Linked DNA regions of Triticum aestivum: region 1 is linked to region 2. Evidence: chromatin contacts called from public HiCAR-type data. All regions are on one chromosome and are shown on one strand. Each heading gives the region's core, a stretch centred on a gene start, on an enhancer-like site or on the middle of the called end of the contact. The rest is flanking DNA. Distances are from core to core; before and after follow the strand shown.

Region 1 (5,883 bases), core at 2,333-4,832, 190 kb before region 2:
TAGTGGGAGAAGAGGAGGGGCGGCCATGGCAGCCGCGCCCCCCCTCCCCCTCTAGTATGAATTGGACAAGGAGGGGGGCGGCGCCCTTCTTTTTTTTTCTCTTCCTCTCTCCCTTCCTTCCCTTCTCCTACTCCTACTAGGAAAGGAGGAGTCCTACTCCCGGTGGGAGTAGGACTCCCCCCTTGGTGCGCCCTCCTCCTGGCCGGCCGCCTCCCCCCTAGCTCCTTTATATACGGGGGCAGGGGGGCACCCCAAGGCACAACAATTGATGATTGATCTCTTAGCCGTGTGCGGTGCCACCCTCAACCATAATCCACCTCGGTAATATCGTAGTGGTGCTTAGGTGAAACTCTGCGTCGGTAGCATCATCATCACCGTCACCACGCCTCGTGCTGGCGAAGCTCTTCCCGGAAGCTCTACTGGATTGTGAGTTCGCGGGACGTCACCGAGCTGAACGTGTGCTGAACGCGGAGGTGCCGTACGTTCGGTGCTGAGGATCGGTCGATCGTGAAGACGTACGACTACATCAACCGTGTTGTTGTAACGCTTCCGCTTACGGTCTACGAGGGTACGTAGACGACACTCTCCCCTCTCCTTGCTATGCATCACCATGATCTTGCGTGTGTGTAGGATTTTTTTTGAAATTAGTACGTTCCCCAACAAGGAGACCTTATGGCTGGCTATTGGTGTGGCGACTTCGACATCTTTTTTCGTGTTGTTCTGTGGCATGATCCAGTTTCTCCAACACTCTGTGCTGATGGTGATGCATTGCAAGCCTGTTCTGTATGGGGTGATGCTCCAGTATACAATGGTTCAACGATTTTTAAATCTCGTCTCAAGTGGCGAGCGGCTATTGCGGTCTTCAAAATCTGGTATGGCGAGGGCATTCACAGGTTTCGTTTTTCTTTGCTGTTGGTTCAGTGTAATTCTTAATCTCTGGCCGGCGGTGTACAATCAAAGAAAGAAAAAGACTAGTATGCTTTTTAATAGTGTAATTTTATTTTGTACAAGTCGTTCTACGTTCACTTGTCTATTCTTTGTACTGGCCTTTGTTTTTCTTAATATTAACCAGATCTAAGATATCTTTTGGGTGCTTTTATTCAAAAACAAAACAAAAACATGAGCAGGCATGTTCTTCATACCGGTTGTTTGTGTCACGATGATGAAAGTGATAGAAGCACCATCAGGCGGCGGGATAAACTAACACATGCGGATGGGATATTTTGGTTCATGTTGGATAATATGTCTGGAAACGATATTTACTAACCAATATGTTATATTTATATCCGTAGAGCCCTAAAACTGATATATCAGTCTATATCGGTCGTATCGGCTTAGATTTAAAAACTCGGTGTAGAGACTCCTGACTGCTCTGTCAATCTCTAGAAATTCCCCCCTTTTTTGACAGTTTTAAGCATCATTAGTACTCCGTATTTGTTGGTAGTATCTTTTCAGTTGCAAACCGGAGATTCCCGAAGACAGCGTTAAAATCACACGCCGTGTCTGCAGTGGGTGTCGTTCACCAAGAGGGAACAGAACACCACGAAATTTTCTTGCGAATAAAAAGAACACTACGAAATTTGGAGTTTGAAAAACAAAAGACGCCAAAAAAATGGATCACCCCAGTTACCGGGCCGTGGTTGCTTAAATACGGGCTGTGAGGCCAGCCCATGTATCCGCAAGGCCATCGATCGGCAAAGTTTCGCAAGTGTACAAGTGAGCCCAGCAAGTGAAGCCTGCCAGGCTATATAGAAAACCCGGCGCCCTCGCGACCCGACCTCCTCATTCTAGCCAGGCGAGAGCAAAAGGTAGGGTTTCCAGTTGCAAGCCGCCCCGCCGCCGCCGCCATGGGACACTCGAACGTCTGGAACTCGCACCCCAAGAACTACGGCCCCGGATCCAGGGTTTGGTAATGATCCTCTCTCTACTCCCTACTCTTGATCGATTGGGAACTTGTACCCCGCCCTCTCCTAGATCGGTAGCAAGAGGCGGTTCCATGTCCGCACCTGTAGATCCGTGGCGCAATCTCGTAGCTTAGCTCTAAATCTTATATGCTCGTGTTCGATGTGCATGATTCATGCGCCTTGGATTGTTTGATGGTTTTATGTCGTGACGCGTGGTGGTTTGGATCTTTTCTTGCAGCCGTGTCTGCGGCAACTCGCATGGCCTGATCCGCAAGTACGGGCTGATGTGCTGCAGGCAGTGCTTCCGCAGCAACGCCAAGGACATCGGCTTCATCAAGGTATGCGCCGCCACACTGTCCGTGGATTTCCTGAATCTGTGCCTGAATTTGATGGCTGCCGAGTAATACTAGTATATGTCACCATGCTTTGCTTTGAATAATATATATGCTCTGTCTACAAGGCCTCTCTTGGTATGGTCAAGCAGTTTTAGCCTCTCTTGGCATTTGTTGGTACATACTGTGGTGTAATGTGTGACATCTTAGATTCATCTATTCAAAATAGATGTGTGTGTTGCTCCTCTTGCCAGAGTAAACCTGGTCAAGTTTTGCAATCATCACCTCATGTTTTGCCTTGCAATGTTTTGTATCTGTTTGATCAGTGTGCAATTTCTATTAACCATAAGGCATCTTGGAACTGACAGAGTTGTGCATGACTACATGATACTAGCTCCGTTTGTTGCTCCCACCAATATAAGTCTTGCTCTGTTGCATCTGTCCCCAGTTTCAACTATTTACTAACCCTTAACTGCCAAGTATTTTTTGAGCATACGGGCCCATTTCAATGCATAACACATTGAGTGTATTGCAATTGTGCAAATATCTATTAAGTAGGTATATATTTACACAACTACTTTATGATTTAGTAGAAAATTGAGATGATTGAAAAATGTTGTTTCCATTTCCACTTTTGTCTGATTAACTGTAGGTTTTATGCTTCAATTTTTGGGTTTGGGTAAATTATTTTTCAGATTCATATGCTATTGTGCCTGAATACCTGAATGTTTGTGTGCGACTAATTTCCTGTATGCCTTTTATTTTGCATATCAAAATCTCTTTATACTGATCTCTGAATCTGCACTCTTATTTAACAGTACCGTTAAGAATGGAAACCTCAAAGGAAGCAAGGGCTAGGAAATTATCAACGAACTGTGGTGCTTCATCAAGTCTGATCTTTATCCTATAAGCTATGTAATGAACTACTATTAATGTTTGAATCCTGGTGACAAAACCATGAAACCATGTTAGTGACTGCTGTTTGAGCATGTGAAACCGATAATTCTGTTCCTGTCGTGCCATTATGGTTAGAAGGTTGCTCTGCATCCTTATATTTTTATTATTTTGTGAAGGCCGGCCATGCTTTGTTTTGATGCTCTAATTTTATATTCCTCGTTTTCATACTTGGCTTCTGTTCTTAATCAGTCTCTGCTGTGCTCTACTATCCCCTCTGTGGTTGTTTATGATCTTTGTTTGTTGAACAGTTGTCCTTAGCTGCCCTGACTTTGCTTAAGCTAGAAAATGTGTCTGTAATTGTTAAATGGTCATCTATAACACTTGTCAATGCTGAGCTTCTCTTGAGTATTAGGTGCGGGTCAAAACAAGCATTAGTGGAATTATTCGTTGGTCACAGAAAAACCGCCCAAATTGTTAAATGGTCATCTATATGAATTCGATGCGCGACTGTCCTGCTACCGCCCATATTTTGCCACCCAGATGGTTAGAAATCGTCGGAGGCCAACAATTTCTTGCCACCCTCTTGTTCTAATCGTGAAAAACCTGGAGCATCCAATGGCAGATCTGACAGCCAACGATGCCAAATGATACCTGTATCCCACTCATAATTTGAGCATGTATCACATCGTCAAAATCGAGCGTCTCCAGGGGTTAGGTGTGCTTTCTGCTGTCCTTTTGTATTTGTGCGTGAACAAGCATGAGTGGAATTATTCCTTCGTCACCTCCTGAATAAAGTAGAATTCTTAGTGTACCTCAAAAAAGAGAATAGAAAGCTTTCCCTCAAAAAAAAAGAGAGTAGAAAGCTTTCCCTCAAAAAAAAAGAGAGTAGAAAGCTTTCACTCAAAAAAAGAGAGTAGAAAGCTTAGTGATACGATTGCATATGAATTTGATGCGTGATCTAGGAGTAGGATGCATGGATGCTTCGTACTCCCTCCGTTCCTAAATATTTGTCTTTTAGGAGATTTCAAATGGACTATCACATACGGATGTATATAGACATATTTTATAATGTAAATTCACTCATTTTGCTTCGTATGTAGTCACTTGTTGAAATCTTTAGAGAGACAAATATTTAGGAACAGAGGGAGCAGAAACAGGTATCTGATATGGATATCTACCCCCTGATCATCAGGGAATATAAACTATTTAAAACAAGAGTTAAATACACTATGAGTGCCTAAACTTGTTCTGTGCGGTCAGTTTAGTGCCTAGACTTGCAAAATACACAAAAGTGGTGCCGCAACTTGTCCCGTGGTTCAAATACAGTGCCTCCAGACGTATTCCGCGGTGTGCACCACCCGCGTGGCACGCCAGCGTGTCATTGGCCCACATGTCAGTGGCTCGGGGCGACATAGAGGCTGGGTGAGGCGCACAGCCTGGCTGTTAAGCAGAAAACCCCCTGGGCTTTAATTAATTCTCTCAAAAAAGCCCCTGTAACGGCGGGAACAGGGACCGTGTTTAGTTTTTCTATTTGGTACCCTTAATCCCGTGCTCCTTCGCTCAGAGTCCCCACCGTTTCGTATCCCTTTCCTTTCCTCTCCCTCAGTCTCGATCAGTCCAAGGCGGAGGTGGTGCGGCGCGGCACGGCGGCCGGCGACGGAGGCGATGGATGGCCCGTGTCGTCGACGTCCTGGCGAGGCAGTTCCTATCGTCGCTCTGTTCCTCCTTCTCAATTTTCTCGCGCCTGTACGACGTAATCACAGGGTAGGGTTAACCACTGTAATGGGCTTCGATTTCTCGTGGTTGATGTTCATCTTATCCGTGTTATTTACAAGATGCGGATTGCTGTGGACGGCATTGGGCCCTTTTCACGTCAAAATAGGGCTAGGGTTTATTTGGGGGTTATCAGTCAGCGCACTTTTTCTCTGAAAGGGGATGGTCTTGGTTATGTGGCCATCGAAACAGGGTATAGAAGTGCTATGATTCCTCTAGTTAAATTGATTCAGATTAGTACTGGAGCTGTAGTGTGATTCATGTAGTAAATTTGAATGGTGTTCACTGAATGTGCGCGGACTCTGAATGTGTCAACTCTGTTAACTGAATTTGTGCAGTACATTTAACTGAATTTGTCTAAATGTGTGCAGTGCATTTAACTGAAGTTATGCGCAGTATGTTAACTGAATATGTCTGAATGTTTGCAGTACATTTAACTGAATTTTTCTCAATGTGTGCAATGCATTTAACTGAAAGTATGTGCTATTTCATAATGCAGGGCAATTTGATGGACTGTTTTCAGTTGAGATACATCACAAAGGTTTTTTGTGTGGAAGTGATAGCAACATGACCTACATGGATCAAGAAGTGGACTGGTTTGATAGCTGCGACAGTGATACTTGGTCAGTTCTATGGATTGATGTTTTTCTTCTCCAATTGGGCTATGACAGTGCTGTGTCCAAGATAGATGTGTATTGGAGCAAACCTGGAAAGTCTTTGTGTGATGGCCTTCAGTTGATTGCATGTGATGCACACATTGTCCTTATGATTGCTGCAACAGTGGATCACAAGAACTTGGTCTTGCTTGTAGACCATGGTGACACCCTGGAGTCAGTAACTGATGATGATGTGTTGGTAGAGGGGATGCCTGAGCTGCCAAGGGTTATTACTCCAGTTAAGTCAGCAAAGGGAAAAGAAAATGTGGACAACTTTGAGAAACCAGAAATTGCAACAGAGATGAGATGTAACTACAAGAA
Region 2 (5,593 bases), core at 2,710-5,209:
TTGAACACTTAAACATTTTATTAAATTTAGGTTTCTCCACCACAATTACCCACGCATTATCTGGCACCTTTAGAACATAAAAGTTTTATGTTTGAAAACTTTTACTATTTGACTTAAATTCAAAGTTGAATTTGGATCGGTTTTGAACTAACGCGAGATTAGCAACAGTAACCGAGATGACGTGGCATCGTTAACATGGGATTACTGTAGCTTAATTATCCGGGCGTCACAGTTCTACTCGTGCATATAACATCTACGCATAAACATGGCTCGGATGCCACTGTTGGGGAACGTAGTGATTTCAAAAAAATTCCTACGCACACGCAAGATCATGGTGATGCATAGCAACGAGAGGGGAGAGTGTTGTCCACGTACCCTCGTAGACCGAAAGCGAAAGCCTTATGACAACGCGGTTGATGTAGTCGTACGTCTTCACAATCGACCGATCCTAGTACCGAAAGTATGGCACCTCTGCGATCTGCACACGTTCGGCTCGGTGACGTCCCACGAACTCACGATCCAGCAGAGTGTCGAGGGAGAGCTTCGTCAGCACAACGGCGTGATGACGGTGATGATGAAGCTACCGGCGCAGGGCTTCGCCTAAGCACTACGACGATATGACCGAGGTGAATTATGTTGGAGGGGGGCACCGCACACGGCTAAGAGATCAATGATCAACTTGTGTGTCCTAGGGTGCCCCCTGCCCCCATATATAAAGGAGTAAGGGGGGAGGCCTGCCGGCCCTTGGGGCGCGCCAGGAGAGGAGTCCTCCTCCTAGTAGGAGTAGGACTCCCCTTTCCTAGTCCTACTCCTACTAAGAGGGGGAAAGGAAGGAGGAGAGGGAGAAGGAAAGGGGGGCGCCGCCCCCCCTTGCCTAGTCCAATTCGGACCAGAGGGGGAGGGGGCGCGCGGCCTGTCCTGGCCGGCCCTCTCTCTCTCTACCAAGGCCCATGTGGCCCATTAGTTCCCCCGGGGGTTTTCGGTAACCCCCTGGCACTCCGGTTTTCTCCGAAATCACTTGGAACACTTCCGGTGTCCGAATATAGCCGTCCAATATATCAATCTTTATGTCTCGGCCATTTCGAGACTCCTCGTCATGTCCGTGATCACATCCGGGACTCTGAACTACCTTCGGTACATTAAAACACATAAACTCATAATACCGATCGTCACCGAATGTTAAGCGTGCGGACCCTACGGGTTCGAGAACTATGTAGACATGACCGAGACACGTCTCCGATCAATAACTAATAGCGGAACCTGGATGCTCATATTGGCTCCCACATATTCTACGAAGATCTTTATCGGTCAAACCGCATAACAACATACGTTGTTCCCTTTGTCATTGGTATGTTACTTGCCCGAGATTCGATCGTCGGTATCTCAATACCTAGTTCAATCTCATTACCGGCAAGTCTCTTTACTCGCTCTGTAATGCATCATCCCGCAACTAACTCATTAGTCACATTGCTTGCAAGGCTTATAGTGATGTGCATTACCGAGAGGGCCCAGAGATACCTCTCCGACAATCGGAGTGACAAATCCTAATCTCGATCTACGCCAACTCAACAAGTACCATCGGAGACACATGTAGAGCACCTTTATAATCACCCAGTTACGTTGTGACGTTTGGTAGCACACAAAGTGTTCCTCCGGTATTCGGGAGTTGCATAATCTCATAGTCATAGGAACATGTATAAGTCATGAAGAAAGCAATAGCAACATACTAAACGATCATGTGCTAAGCTAACGGAATGGGTCAAGTCAATCACATCATTCTCTAATGATGTGATCTCGTTAATCAAATGACAACTCATGTCTATGGCTAGGAAACTTAACCATCTTTGATTCAATGAGCTAGTCAAGTAGAGGCATACTAGTGACACTCTGTTTGTCTATATATTCACACATGTACTAAGTTTCCGGTTAATGCAATTCTAGCATGAATAATAAACATTTCTCATGATATAAGGAAATATAAATAATAACTTTATTATTGCCTCTAGGGCATATTTCCTTCACGTCTGTGTTACCAATCTGTCCGAGGACACCCACGAGCCCGACGTTCTCGAGTTGTTTCGCACGTTTGGCCTGGTCAGCTTGTGTCTGTTGCGGTGGACCAGAAGACGGGATCAAGCAGGGGCTTTGGCTTTGTCAACTGTTTCCACAGGGAAGATGCTGAGAATGCCATCAGCAAGCTCAATGGGTATGGTTATGATAACCTCATCCTCCATGTTGAGTGGGCAACACCCAGCCTAGCTAGTTACTGCCCACTATCATTCAGTCTTCCTGCAAGTGTCCTTTTAGTATAGTATTTGAAATGGTATTTTCGTGTCTCTGAACTCGGTGTCTGTGCTTTGCATGGTTGAGAGTAAACCATCACTCTCCCGTTGTTCTCACCAACCGTCCAAACTTGGATGTTGTATGGATTGGATGATAGTTTCGTACTTTTGTCAAGTTCTGTATTGCTTTTGCTTTGTTTGGTTACCAGTTGAATTATCCTTGAGCTAGCCACTGGTTTCTAGGTACACAGGCAAGCATACGGGAGAATATCCAGTGATACTAAGACCCACATGCTCCGAAGCTATGATTAACAAAAACTAATTTAAGTTTCAAAAAATTCTGAAAACAATCGTTAATGTTCACAAGGAATGTGTCTACAAACCTAAAAATTTCAGTTTCAAATTCAAAATGCACATTCAGAAACAAAGAAGCAAATCCAAACGTGAATTCTGAAATTTTGCTTTTGTCTTTTCATGACACTATTCATATTTATCATTTGTTTCCCAATGTCTATTTCAAATTTCAAGCTGATTTTCTTAGGGATTGTAGTCACATACGTTGTGAACGTTCACAAAATACTTGAAACATTTGGATTTGTTTTTTCAAACTACGTATCATGGGAGTGATCACTTCATACTTTCCCACAAGCATACCTTGTTCATTCAATGCTTATTCCTCTGTAGAGTGAGTCCGCGTTTTGTCTCTTGCGGATCATTGAGACTCTACAAGACACCCCTGGCAAAAAAAAATTCTCCTGAGATGCTTAGGGCATCTTCAAAGCAGACCCTCAAATCACCCGTAAACGTTCAGACCGTGCTGTCCGGACGTAATTTGCCATCCAGCGCCGTCCGACATCGGTCCATGGACCAGTCTGCTTGTTTGTTTCCCGCAAATCAAAAACAAACTAGGGGACTCTGCGGGGGTCCAAACCATAGCTATGTAGGACCGTGGCACCGTCGTCCCACTCAAAGGGGACAACTAGAACATATGTGCTAGTTGAATGCAAGTTTGAACTATTTTAAATACTTATTTGGATTGTAATAATTAAATTAGAACTACTATTGCATTTGAATATTTTCAATCTTTGATGATTTGATATGCTGCTATTTTGAGCTCGCGAATATTTTTTGAAAGAGGCGGAAATTTTAGGGGATAAGGTTGGATGACTGACTTCCACATCACTGCCCGTGGACTAGTCTGGATCAGTCTACAGACAAATATCGTGTCCGTAGTGATGGTCAACTTTGGAGATCTACGTCAGCAGTGTATACTCCCCTGTGCGGCTGGGCCCTTCGATGGCCCCGATCCTATCAAGGTCGGTATGGCAAAATCATCATGCCATTGCTTGGTGCTACATTTCATTTAGCAGTATCTTTTAACACCGGCTCATTCAATGTGGAGGAAATCCAAACTCAGGAATTAGGAGTGCACAAGAATTTGATAGAATGACATTTGCCATTCCAAGGAATTGTCTTGACTTGTTCCTACGTAAAAAAAAATGAGCTTTACGTGGATGCGATGTGTAGTTTCCTCCAAAAACACAGGAAACGAATAGTATTTCTATGAAATTCCTGTAAGCATTTCTTACAAACCCAATGCATCTATTCTTGTGTGTGTGTTTTTCTATGAAAATTCTCCAAACAGAATGAGGCCAAACCCAGTTCTCAACCTGCTTTCTGGGTGTTGTGGGAATGCGGGTCTTTGGCCCAGCAAGACAACGGCGCAGCTAGTCTTCAGGTGGGGCCTCCAGAGAAGAACTTGTAGCAGTGAAAGCTCGCCCTTGGAACGGAAAAGAAAACCCTAACCCCTACCCACCCCCTTGGCGGCGCCCGATTGAACGGCCGCCGTGAAAGCTCGCCGGAGTCGTCTATGACCGAATAACAACCACCACCAGAATGAAAACCTACCACGGGGTTTCCCCAGGCGGCCGCCGCAGCCGTTCTCAAATCGGCGCGAGCGAGGAAGCCGCCGAAATGGCCGGCGCTCGCCGCAGTCGCCGCCGCTCCCAGATCGCGGTGACCCGCCCCAGTCGCCGTAGCCGCTCCCAAATCGGGGCGAGCGAGGAGGATGATGGGCTGGTCCGCCCCGGCCGCCGCCGCCGCTCCCAAATCGGGGCGAGCGAGGATCGCCGCCGCCGCCGCCGCACCTCTCCGGAGGCGCCTGTCCCTCTGCCGGGCGACGGCGATACGCCGCGGAACGGCCGTCGTCCCCCCGCCCCGTGCGAGTCGCTGCCGTTGGATATGCTTTGGGAGATCCTTCTCCTTCTGCCACCGCAGCCGTCGTCCCGCCTGCTCGCGTCCTTGGTCTCCAGGCGCTGGCGAGGCCTCGCCACCGACCCCAACTTCATCCGCCAGTTCCAAGCCCGCCGCAGGAGCTGGAAGCCGCCCCTGCTCGGCTTCTTCGAGCGCCGACGGAAGATCGTGTTCAACCAGGACATCCTGCACCCTCCCGACCGTGTCCCTGCTGAGCGCATCCACATCCCGTTCGGCATGGCCTCCCGTGGCTTTGAAGTTTTGGGGTGCCGTGGCGGCCGCGTGCTTGCCTTGCACCGGGTGTTAAGGCAGCTTATTGTGTTCGCCCCCATCACCGGTGAGCAGCGCTACCTGGCTGTTCCTGCCGAATTCGGGCCGCCGTCCATCCTCTACGGGGCGGTGCTCTGTGCTGCTGGCGAGCAGGACCATGTGCACGGCCACTGTCATTGCAGCCCTTTCAAGGTTGTCCTGGTGTCCCACAGAAGAGATCATCAACCACAGGCCTGTGTTTTTTCCTCGGAGACTGACACATGGAGCAATATCATATCAACAAAGTATCCATGCGAGCTCCATGGTGATAGTGTTCCCGCGACCCTTATTGGTAATACACTCTATTGGCTGCTTTCGTGCAATGCCATATTTTGGTTTGATTTGGATATGCAGAGCCTAGCTGTCATCATGGGGCCTCCTGGTATGAATGAATCTGGCAACTATAGGATCATCAAGCCTGAGGACGGCGCCGATGGCCTAGCCATAGCCATATTCCTCTTCCCGAACCTTCAGATCTGGCAGAGGGTGATTAACTCTCAGGGTATTGCCACATGGTTTTTGCGGAAGACTGTTGAAATGCATAGCACTCTTGGGATCCCTCATCAGACTAGGAGGAAGGTGTGGCAAGACAAAGTGCTGGGGTATGATGAAGATAACGATGTGATCATCCTCTATGTGGATGACAGTGCCTACATGCTTGAACTTAAGCAAATGCAATCCAGGAAACTTAATGGAACCCGTTCTATGAAACAATGTCATCCTTTCACGAGTTTCTATCCGCCAGGTAA

Evidence for each region. HiCAR-type assays count read pairs that join an accessible place to other places.
Region 1: a contact with region 2 is called in a HiCAR-type map of leaf, with 9 times the contacts expected there. The contact joins the promoter of LOC123122981 here to the promoter of LOC123122977 in region 2. A contact is called at or near these places in 1 of 5 Hi-C or Micro-C datasets (leaf) and 1 of 1 datasets of contacts at active chromatin or transcription factors (leaf).

The regions. Positions count from the first base shown.
Region 1 is chr5D:481,981,073-481,986,955 of IWGSC CS RefSeq v2.1, reverse strand. LOC123122981 reads left to right here and starts at 3,582. Exons shown (of 4, transcript XM_044543370.1): 1 at 3,582-4,897; 2 at 5,406-5,883. The coding sequence starts at 5,474. It overlaps LOC123122982 (40S ribosomal protein S29-like), which reads left to right and starts at 1,746. Exons shown (of 3, transcript XM_044543371.1): 1 at 1,746-1,909; 2 at 2,143-2,242; 3 at 3,055-3,360. The coding sequence starts at 1,848. The coding sequence ends at 3,063.
Region 2 is chr5D:481,793,225-481,798,817 of IWGSC CS RefSeq v2.1, reverse strand. LOC123122977 reads left to right here and starts at 3,959. Exons shown (of 2, transcript XM_044543366.1): 1 at 3,959-5,589. The coding sequence starts at 4,179.